Regions from separate parts of the Sus scrofa genome. Here all the other regions are linked to region 2. Evidence: chromatin contacts called from public Hi-C and HiChIP or PLAC-seq data. All regions are on one chromosome and are shown on one strand. The core of a region is the stretch at or near the end of the contact, and the rest is flanking DNA. Distances in the headings are between cores, read along the strand shown.

Evidence for each region. A called contact is a pair of places that touch in the nucleus more often than the background predicts. HiChIP or PLAC-seq counts read pairs in DNA pulled down with a chosen protein or histone mark.
Region 1: a contact with region 2 is called in a Hi-C map of subcutaneous adipose tissue, with 1.9 times the contacts expected there. The contact joins the promoter of PI4K2B here to the promoter of ZCCHC4 in region 2. A contact is called at or near these places in 1 of 5 promoter capture datasets (liver), 7 of 47 Hi-C or Micro-C datasets (embryonic fibroblasts, heart right ventricle, liver and 2 more) and 2 of 2 datasets of contacts at active chromatin or transcription factors (alveolar macrophages and skeletal muscle).
Region 3: an H3K27ac HiChIP or PLAC-seq map of alveolar macrophages shows a contact between it and region 2. The contact joins the promoter of ANAPC4 here to the promoter of ZCCHC4 in region 2. A contact is called at or near these places in 2 of 5 promoter capture datasets (fetal liver and liver), 4 of 47 Hi-C or Micro-C datasets (embryonic fibroblasts, fetal liver, heart right ventricle and 1 more) and 2 of 2 datasets of contacts at active chromatin or transcription factors (alveolar macrophages and skeletal muscle).

What each region holds. Positions count from the first base shown.
Region 1 is chr8:19,199,418-19,202,623 of Sscrofa11.1, reverse strand. PI4K2B (phosphatidylinositol 4-kinase type 2-beta) reads right to left here and starts at 1,662. Exons shown (of 8, transcript XM_021101073.1): 1 at 633-1,662. The coding sequence starts at 1,272.
Region 2 is chr8:19,250,603-19,253,549 of Sscrofa11.1, reverse strand. It overlaps ZCCHC4 (zinc finger CCHC domain-containing protein 4), which reads right to left and starts at 1,471. Exons shown (of 14, transcript XR_002346590.1): 1 at 1,302-1,471; 2 at 402-520.
Region 3 is chr8:19,299,896-19,302,981 of Sscrofa11.1, reverse strand. ANAPC4 (anaphase-promoting complex subunit 4) reads right to left here and starts at 1,729. Exons shown (of 28, transcript XM_021101074.1): 1 at 1,382-1,729. The coding sequence starts at 1,510. All of the region lies in intron 13 of ZCCHC4 (zinc finger CCHC domain-containing protein 4), which reads right to left.

The DNA.
Region 1 (3,206 bases), core at 413-2,912, 51 kb after region 2:
AAAATAGAAATGACTCAAGAAAGAAAACTTTGCGAGAGAGCAGGTACAGATATTCAACTGCCTCTGCCCTCTAACGTCACAATAACAGTATTTAATTAAAAAGTCTTTGCAACGTGTCCCAAGAACAACCGGATATTCTCTCTCTCCCCTCCTCTCTCCCCCTCTCGGCTGTCATCCACCTGGCAAATTCACAACTTTCTCGATAGTTCAGGGTACTTAATCCAAAACTCAAGTCCAAACTTGCGCAAACAACTTACGTCATTTTAAAGAGTTAAGTTTTCCTGTCCGATTCCCAAAGTTTAGTTTCACTCTTAGCGGAGGCCTCAAGGACCAGAGTTTAATGACAACCCTGAGCCTTAGGTGAAACAGTCAACAGCCCCTGGAAAAGGTGAGAGTAAACGGGGAAGCAGGAGAGAAAGGCGAGGTGTCCGAGGTGTGACCGGCGGCCCGCCCCTCGGCCTGAGCACCGGAGGGGACGCCTGGCCGACAGCCTCTCCCACTAGGCAAGGGCTAGCAAGAGACAGAAAGACGATGGGGACAGGGACCCCGAGGAGGGACGTGGATGGGGGCTGAGCGGCGGCGGTGACAAGCGCTCTGGGAGAGCGCGGGAGAAGAGAAGAGCTGGATCGCACCTGAACCCAAGGAGCGGTGCCGGTCCCGGTGAGTGGGCGAGCTCCGGTGGCGCCCCAAACCCAGGGATGGGGAGAGAGACGCATCCCGGGGCTGGAGCAGCAGTTCCTGGTCGCCAGCTTGGCCAGCGGAGGCCGCACCCTCCTCCTCGGCAGCCTTCACCAGCCTCACGGCGCTCCCCGGAGCGCCCTTCGGCGGCTGGGCCAAGACGATCCGGGGCAGCAGCGGCTCCCGCTCCTCGTCCTCCTCCTCCTCCAGGCTCCCGCTGCCCGCGGACGCCGGCCGCCCGGGCTCGGAGGGCTCCGCCATGGCCTCTCTCTGTGCCTTCCGCGCAGAGCCCGGCTCAGAGGGGCAAGGCACCCGGGTCTGGCCTCGGCATCGCTGGGTACCGGCGTCGTTCGGTCCAACCCAGGGGACCTCACAAGCGTGCTGACCCTCTCGGCGCCCGCAGGACAGTTGCCCCGCCTGGCCACTGGCCGCGCCCCACTGCGCGCCAAGCACGCGCCTGCGCGGAAGGACCAGGGCGGCTGGGGCTGGGGGCGGTGCTTTGGTCGTGGGGCGGGGTCGCCACCTGCCTCCAGGGCCCGGAAAGAAACCTGGCTGAGGTCTCGCCGGGTTGAGCTCTGCGGACGAAGGTAACATTTTTGCAGAGGTGCTTCTCCCAACCCAAATGGATCTCTCCCTCCCTGCAGAATTCTGTCATAGAGTTTAGCACAATCTACACCTACATACTTCTAGGTAACATGTTGCCAGCACTAGAAGTCCATGAGCCAGGACGTTGTCATTTGTTTCAAACATTCTTGATATTGGTAGCTTGCATTTTCTCGTTTTCTTTCTGACTAATCTAGCTACAAGTTTATACTAATTTTTAATCTTTTCAAAAAGCCATCTTATTGATGATCTGTTCTCCACTGGTTTTTGCTCATTATTTTCTTCTTTCTACTTAATTAGGACTTGATTTCCTCTTATTTTTGTAGTTGCTTAGAATGAAAGATTACATTATTGATTCTGGACTTTACTATGTTTTAATTTTTTTTAGCTGAAGTATAGTTGATAGGGTTTTAATAGTTTTCTTGTTTTGGTTTGGTTTAGTTTTGGCCATGCCCGCAGTGCGTGGAAGTTCCTGGGCCAGGGATGGAACCTGAGCCACAGCAGTAACCAGAGTCATAGCAGTGAAAACATCAGATCCTTAACCTGCTGAGCCCCCAGGGAGCTCTGTATTTTTTTTTAATATAAGCATTTATAGCTATGCATTTCCCTCTAAGCACTGCTTTATCTGCAGTCCACAATTTTTGATATGTAGTGCTTTTATTTTCATTCCGTTCAAAATAATTTTAAATTTTCCGTATGATTTCTTCTTTAAATCATTTCTTTGAGTGTGTTGTTTCATTTCCAAATATTTAGGGATTCCTCTAGATATTATTTTTATTGTACTATAGCTGACATAACTTTATATTAGTTTCAGGTATTCAATAGAATAATTCTGTAGGTATTACAAAATGGTCACTGCATATTATTCTTTTCTTTGTCTTTTGTCATTTAGGGGCCACACCCATGACATATGGAGGTTCCAAGGCTAGGGGTCCAATCTGAGCCCGGCCTGTGCCACAGCCACAGCAACACCAGATCTGAGCCGTGTCTGCGACCTACACCACAGCTTACAGCAATGCCAGATCCTTAACCCACTGAGTGAGGCCAGGGATGGAACCTGCAACCTCATGGTTCCTAGTCATATTTGTTTCCACTGCACCACATTGGAAACTCCTTATTATTGATTTTTAATTTAATTTTGTTGTGGCCAGAGAAGATTTCAACCTTTTGGAATTTCATAACGCAGTATATTATATATCTTGAAAATCACATGGGTGCTTTAAAAAGAAGGTGTGTTCTGAAGTTTCCTGGTGGCCTAGTGGGTTGAGGATCCAGCCTTTCACTGCTGTGGCTTGGGGTTCAATCTCTGGCCCAGGAACTTCCAAATGCTTCGGGTGCATCAAAAAAAAAAAAAAAAAGTGTATTCTACAGTTGAGTGGTTGTATAACTGTCAATTTTTTCTAAAAATATCAATTCAGTTAAGTATTGAGTATTATTCTGATCAACCAAGTCTGTATGGATTTTTATATTTAGTTCCATCATTCACTGAGAGAATATTACAGTCTAACTTTGATTGTGGATTTGTCTATTTCTTCTTTTAGTTTGGTGAGTTTTAGCTTTATATATTTTTAGGTTGTCTTATTAGGTGAATTTTTAGGATTTTTATGTCTTCTGTTAGGCTTTCAAGTCTTCCTGATGATCAGACCTTTCTTCCCTTCCTTCTTTCCCTCTCTCCTTCCTCCTTTTCTTTTTTCTTTCTTTCATGAACTATACCTTCTTATCTCTTAATACTCCTGACTTGAATTCTACATTGTCTGATATTAAAATAACCATTTCTCCTTTCTTGGGTTAACTGCTTGCCTACTGCTAAGTCTTTTTCCTTTTCTTTACAATCTTTTCGTGTCTTTATAGTTAATATGTATGTGTCTCATACATAGCTTATAGTTGGTTTAATTTTTTTTAATCCAGTCTGATAATTTCTGCTT
Region 2 (2,947 bases), core at 222-2,721:
TTTTAATTGGACCTGAGTCCAAGAGGACATCAAGCTCATAACTGTCTCTCTAAGTGCTTTCATGGGTCACCCAGCAGCTGTATAAAGGATATCCAATGAAAATGTTTTCCCAAAAGTGTTTTTCTAAAACACTTCCTGGAATGACCATGACCTGCACTCTTTAGGGAGAAATCTACCTTTGCAAACCCAATACTAACACCTCAGAAAGTCTTAAAGAACTGTCTTTGAGACAGTAGTTTAAGATGTCAGTCATCAGAGTAAGTTCAGAGTAAATATAAACTCCAGTATCTCGAACCAAAAAACAGGGTATTTTCATCTCTTAAGCGATTTACCTCATACATTCTCATTAGAATGGCACGCACATCAAAAATAAAAAATAAATATCCAAAAAGTTGATATACCTTCTCATCTTCCCATTGAAAAAAATTACAATCTTTTCTATCTCTACAAGCTGAGCAGGCATAAAATCTCCGTGTTTCTTCTTTCCCTTGGTTCACCTTTACAAACAGAAGAGTGGGTCCTAGTTCCGAATAGGAAAAAATATGTCAAATAGTCATCTACATCAAGTTCCTAGTTTCCACTGCCCTTAAATGAAAACTTGTTTTAGTTTTACACACAATTTGTCATAATGCACTACTGGTTAACAATTTTTTCTCCCAAAGTCACAACAATTAGACACTGACTACTTAAAAAATAAATTTTGAAAACTGGTTTCTTCAGAAAAAAAAAAAAAAAAAAAAGCCATTGTCAGTACTTGTCAGTACAGATGCGGTGAAGGGTCTGAGTTCTGACACAACAAGGGCCAGGTCCAAACTGCTGAGCACTTTGCCACCGCCGCTCAGTTATCCTTTCAACGAAAATCTGAGCTTTTAGAATTGGACACATCCTCTCTCCGCAAGTTAAGAGAAAAGCTAGGTCTAGTTTCTAAGCAAGAATTCATTCCCTCTTGCTCCCTTTCTAAAAATTTAACTGAAAGAACAGTAAATGAACAAATGAAATCGCCGGGTACTTGGCAATGGGAAGTACTCAATAACGTGCAACGTTTTTGCCCCTGCTCCGCCCCTTCAAAAAAGCTGTAGCAGCCGCGGAGCCAAAACCACTGCAGTGGGGACTTTTCTATGACGTTTTATTTAAGGAAGTGGAAGACCCCAACTTCCCGAAGAAGGAGCATTTTCTAGATGTCACACTCGGTGTGGGAGAGTAGGTAAAAATCCAGGAACCCCAAATGCCCAAGGTGCTTTCGGGGTAACTCACGCCCCCTTGGCGCCCAACAGCGAGGCTGAACCCAGACGCGGACCTACCGTGAGGACACAGCGGGGCGGGGGTGGCTAGATCGGAGGGAAGCACCACCTTGACTCCCGAGCTCCCCTGGCGACCGGAGCTGCCCTCTGCCTCCACGGATCCAGGTTCGTCCCTGGGGGCCGCCATCTTCCCGCCGCCGTCCCGAAAGCCTCAGTTCGACTCAAAGAGGCCGAGGAAGAGCGCCGCCGCGACCAGCAGTATTCACAGCGCCCCCCCGCGCCTAGGAGGAGCTTCGGCCTCTGGGTCGGAGGCCATGTCCCCAAATCGGTCCCTGGCGGGCCAGAGACTGCCACTAAGGAGTACCGGGACTTGGGGTGGCCGGGGTCGGGTAGGGGTGGGGACGACTCGCAGGCAACTTGTTGGACCCGGGGCAATAAGCCCACCTATTTTCTGCCTCTGCCTTAGCACTTTAGCATCTGTGAATACCCTCCTTGCCTAAGAATATAGCCCAGAGATGAGACGGCTCTTCGCAGTGGACCAAAGATTTGGTCTGGTTGTAAATCCAAAAGGCAGCATCCTCACCAGCAGCAGCTACCAAGAGACATAGCTGAAGCAGCGGCGCTTGATGAAGCCAGCTTCTTTTTTCCAGAGTCACAGTGTCATCTTCTACCTTATGAACAATGTTTATAGATGCTTGTTACAGTTGCACATCCACTGACATTCATATATTGGAAAGAAAGAAAGAAAACTGTGCCTGTTTGCATATGACGTGATTGCCTATATAGAACATTTCGAGGAATCAACAATAATAACTCTGGTTTAAACTAAGTTCAGCAAGGTTGCAAGATACCATATAAACACACAAAACTCTGTTGCTCTTCTATATACTAGCAATGATCAGGTGAACACCAAAATTAAAAATAGAATACCTTTTATAACTGCTCAAGTAACTGAAATTCTTAGGTGTAAATCTGACAAAACATGTATAGGACTTGTATGTTGAAAACTACAAGATGCTGATGAAAAAAATCAAAGAGAATCTAAGTAAGTGTAGAGACAGATTGTGTTCATCGATTAGAAAACTCAACTTTGTGAAGAGATCAGTTCTCCCCAAGGTTAGGGCAGATACAGGTTTAGCTCAATTTCTACCAAAATTCTAGTCAGGTTTTTGTAGATATAGACAATATTATTCTGAAATTTATATGGAAAGCTGAGGAAACTAGAAGAGCTAAAATAATTTTGAAAAATAATAAAGCGAGGGGAATCAATTTACCCAATTTCAAGACATGTAATTGTGGTAAACACATACCTGTATGATTATAGATGAAATAATCAATTTCTCTTTCTAGCATTTAAAAAACAGTGGTACTCATACACATTTAAACTCACACATTTAATACTAAGGTATATTAATTTAGAAATATTGCTCTTTTCCATGAACATATTATGCAGTGGTTTCACTCAAATCTTCACTGGCATTGGTGGCATCTGGTCTTTGAGGTGACAATGCCCTTTTCCAAGTTGTCCAGCACTAATTCCCAGGGACCATTATCTGCCCTTCTACATCTTTGGATGGGAAACTTTCTGGACCCACTTTTTTTTTTTTTTTTTTTTTTTTTGTCTTTTTGCTATTTCTTTGGGCCGCTCCCGTGGCATATGGAGGTTCCCAGGCTAGGGGTCGAATCGGAGCTGTAGCCACTGGCCT
Region 3 (3,086 bases), core at 480-2,979, 49 kb before region 2:
AGACATCCAATCCATTGATTCTACCACCTCTTCAGTGTCCCTCACCCCACACACGCCTTCCCTTCCCTACTCCATCGGGTCAGAATTCAAACTTCATCATCCCAATCATCCCTCTTGCATGTAACTTCAGCTCCCTTGCATCCCTCTTGCTTTGTCACACTGTCACAACAATCCAGGTTAAATCCAATCATGCCTGCGCCCACACAGCTGAATGGAATAGAAGAGACATACATACAACCCAGCGCACTAGTTTCCATCAAACTGCAAAACCACTAACCTCATGTGGCTCCTGATGCTGATCAACAATCCCATTAGATTTTACTAGTCTACTTGTCAGTTTTTCACTGCCTCTCTTTTCTCAAGCTTCCAATACTTTCTTCTCCCATCTTCTTCCTAAACAGCACTCCTTCTTCTTCACTGAGAAAACGGAAGCAACAAGTGACCACAATTACATCCATGTGATCACACTGATGCCCCAATTCTCTCCCTTCCTTCCTGCTACTATAGCTGTACTATCTCGCACTCCTCTCTAGAGTCCCGGAGCGCCAAAGCATCCTGGCAGGGGTGGGAGGCTAGAAGGGTTCATAGACGGCCTTGAGAAAGCCCCTGGCAACAATGTCCTGACAGTCAACATAGCTTTGAAGGCTGCTAAGTTTTCCTGGCAGATATATTCTCTTCACCACTTCATTTCCAAACTTGGCTGCACATAACACAACTCTCATCTGGCCAGATAACCAGGAAACCTGCCAAAAGGTCAAAGGAGTAAAGATGCACGGGTGAGGGTTTCCTTACAATACGGCTGCCAGGTAACGATGAACTCTCAGCAGAAAGGTGGGTACAACTGGGTCACACTGGATGAAATGCAATATCATGTGAACTAGAAATGCTAACTGACAACACTCCTGCACATTCCATCAGGAATCCAGGGAAGCATGGGTTTAACTTCAAAGTGTTTTTAATGGGAGGTAGCTATCCAACCTATACTGTAAAACTTGTACAATGAAATATAGATTCTTAATATAACCTCTGTGGCAGCTCTCTATATATGCATGGTCATTCGCAGCTGAAGCTTGACAATAGGTCATTTTTCTTCGGTCTAAACTGCAAGTAAACTATGGGCAGAATCTGTGGACCCGCTACCATGTCTAGATCATGAACGACACATCGTGAGTCTTTAAAAAGCCTATTTAACACATAAATGACTAAAAGAGAATTGGGGATGCAGGGCTGTCTGACTGTGTCAAGCTGTGTGGAAACTTGTTTGGCCCATAAAATGCAGGAAATGGGCATATAAATGACCTGCCCCACATCCAGTCCCTTAGTTTTCAGCAGGTCTGGAAGGAAGGGGCGGGGTGGACAGGTGGCACGCCGGCTCACTCACCTCGCCTGCCGTGTTAGCCAAAGCAATGAGATCCCGCTTGGGTGACCAGACCAGGAAAATGATCTCTTGTGGCAGCTGCTTCTCTCCCACCACCCGGAAGGACGGGAAACATGTCGCGAAACGCAACATGGGGGCGGCCCTGCAAGGACACCCCACTCGGAAGGCAGCAGGGACCCCCTCCGCGGCCGGCCTGGTGCCTGTGGCACCTCGGTCCCCGGCCCTTCCTGCAGAGCCCCAAATGCGGCGGTACCCGAGAGATGCCCCACCGCAGGGAAGGCACCCTCTCCCTCCCTCCCGCCCCGCGCCAGCCGCGCGCCGCAGCTTCCCCGCCGCCCGGCGCGCGCGCTCCGGGCACTTCCGGGTCCCGGATTTCCTCGCGAGAGCTCGAGAGCGGTCTCCAGCCGCTGGAGCCACTTTGACGGCCTCCAATGCAGCGGTGCTCAGTCCTGGTTGCTCAATAGAATCACTTCGGTTTTGTTGTTGTTGTTTTTTTAAACCCTTACCCGGGCAGCACTTCAGGCCGATTAAAATATGGGCTTGGACCCTATTTATGAAAACGCTCTAGGTGCTTCCAGAGCCCTGCTCTTAAACCTGACATAAATATCTTGATTCTGAATCCCGTTTAAGCCTCACAACTTATTGGTAGTAGTGGCCCTATCTTCATACATGAGGACTGCGGGCTCCCCAAGATTTGTCCCACAGCTATTGCAGCATCTGCTGTATGAAGGCGTCTGGGCCACAAAAATGCACGGGACATGGGGTCTCCCCCTCAAAGGCTCACAGGTCAGCCTGGCAGGACGCGTAAATCAGAACCTATCTGGTGCTTCTTGTTACAGACACATTTAAATATGTTAACTTGTTAAAAAGTTCCCACAAGTTATGAACCTGGCTAAGAGGATGTGACAGTACCACCCTGCGATGCTTGAACTTAAAATCTGTGGTACAAAGCCAGCTACCTTTCACTCCTTTTGCTTGTTCAAAGAAAGCAGCAGGATTTCAGTTTTGAACGAGCCCCATCTTCCTCCCCTCTCTATGGATCTAGCCCTGGGAAACAGATGACAGAGGTAGACGAATTCATTCAGCAACAAGTGTCCGAGGCACTTTTTTGTGCCAGGCACTGTGCGTAACTCTTGATGCTTGCCCTGCTCCCTTTCGGAGACGGCCTTTTGTCCTTGCTTTTGCTGCAGTTTAGCATGTTCCCCCCAATTCTACCAGAGGCCATATTCTAATGGGGAGAATGGACTTGCCTTTGTTCTTCATGAAATGCATTTTCAGATATTGTTTAATGTTCTGGGATGGTGTGTGGTTGTTAGCAGAACTGACACCGCCTCGGGTCCGTACAGTTCCTCCTGTCTTTCCACTGACCCTACGCAAGCCTGTAATGTGTGGTAAATCACTTCTTTTTGTTGTTAAGGGCTTTGTAGTTGATACTGTTTAATAACCTTGAGGACCAGGTGGCCTCTATGCTCTGTTAGTCCCCAAACAATGATGAAGACCTGTCCTGACTATTCCTGGCACACACAAGGCTGGTTCTCCATTCATAAATCTTAACTTAGGAACGTACTTCCTATTTCTCTAGGTGAACTAAAAAATGGTCCCAGTGACCCCTCAGCAGTGCTGGCTTCCCACGCAGTCACTGAAAGACTTCCTCATTCAGAGGAGAAGACACCGGATGTCACCCTTCTAGTCTGCAAGGGTACCAAGC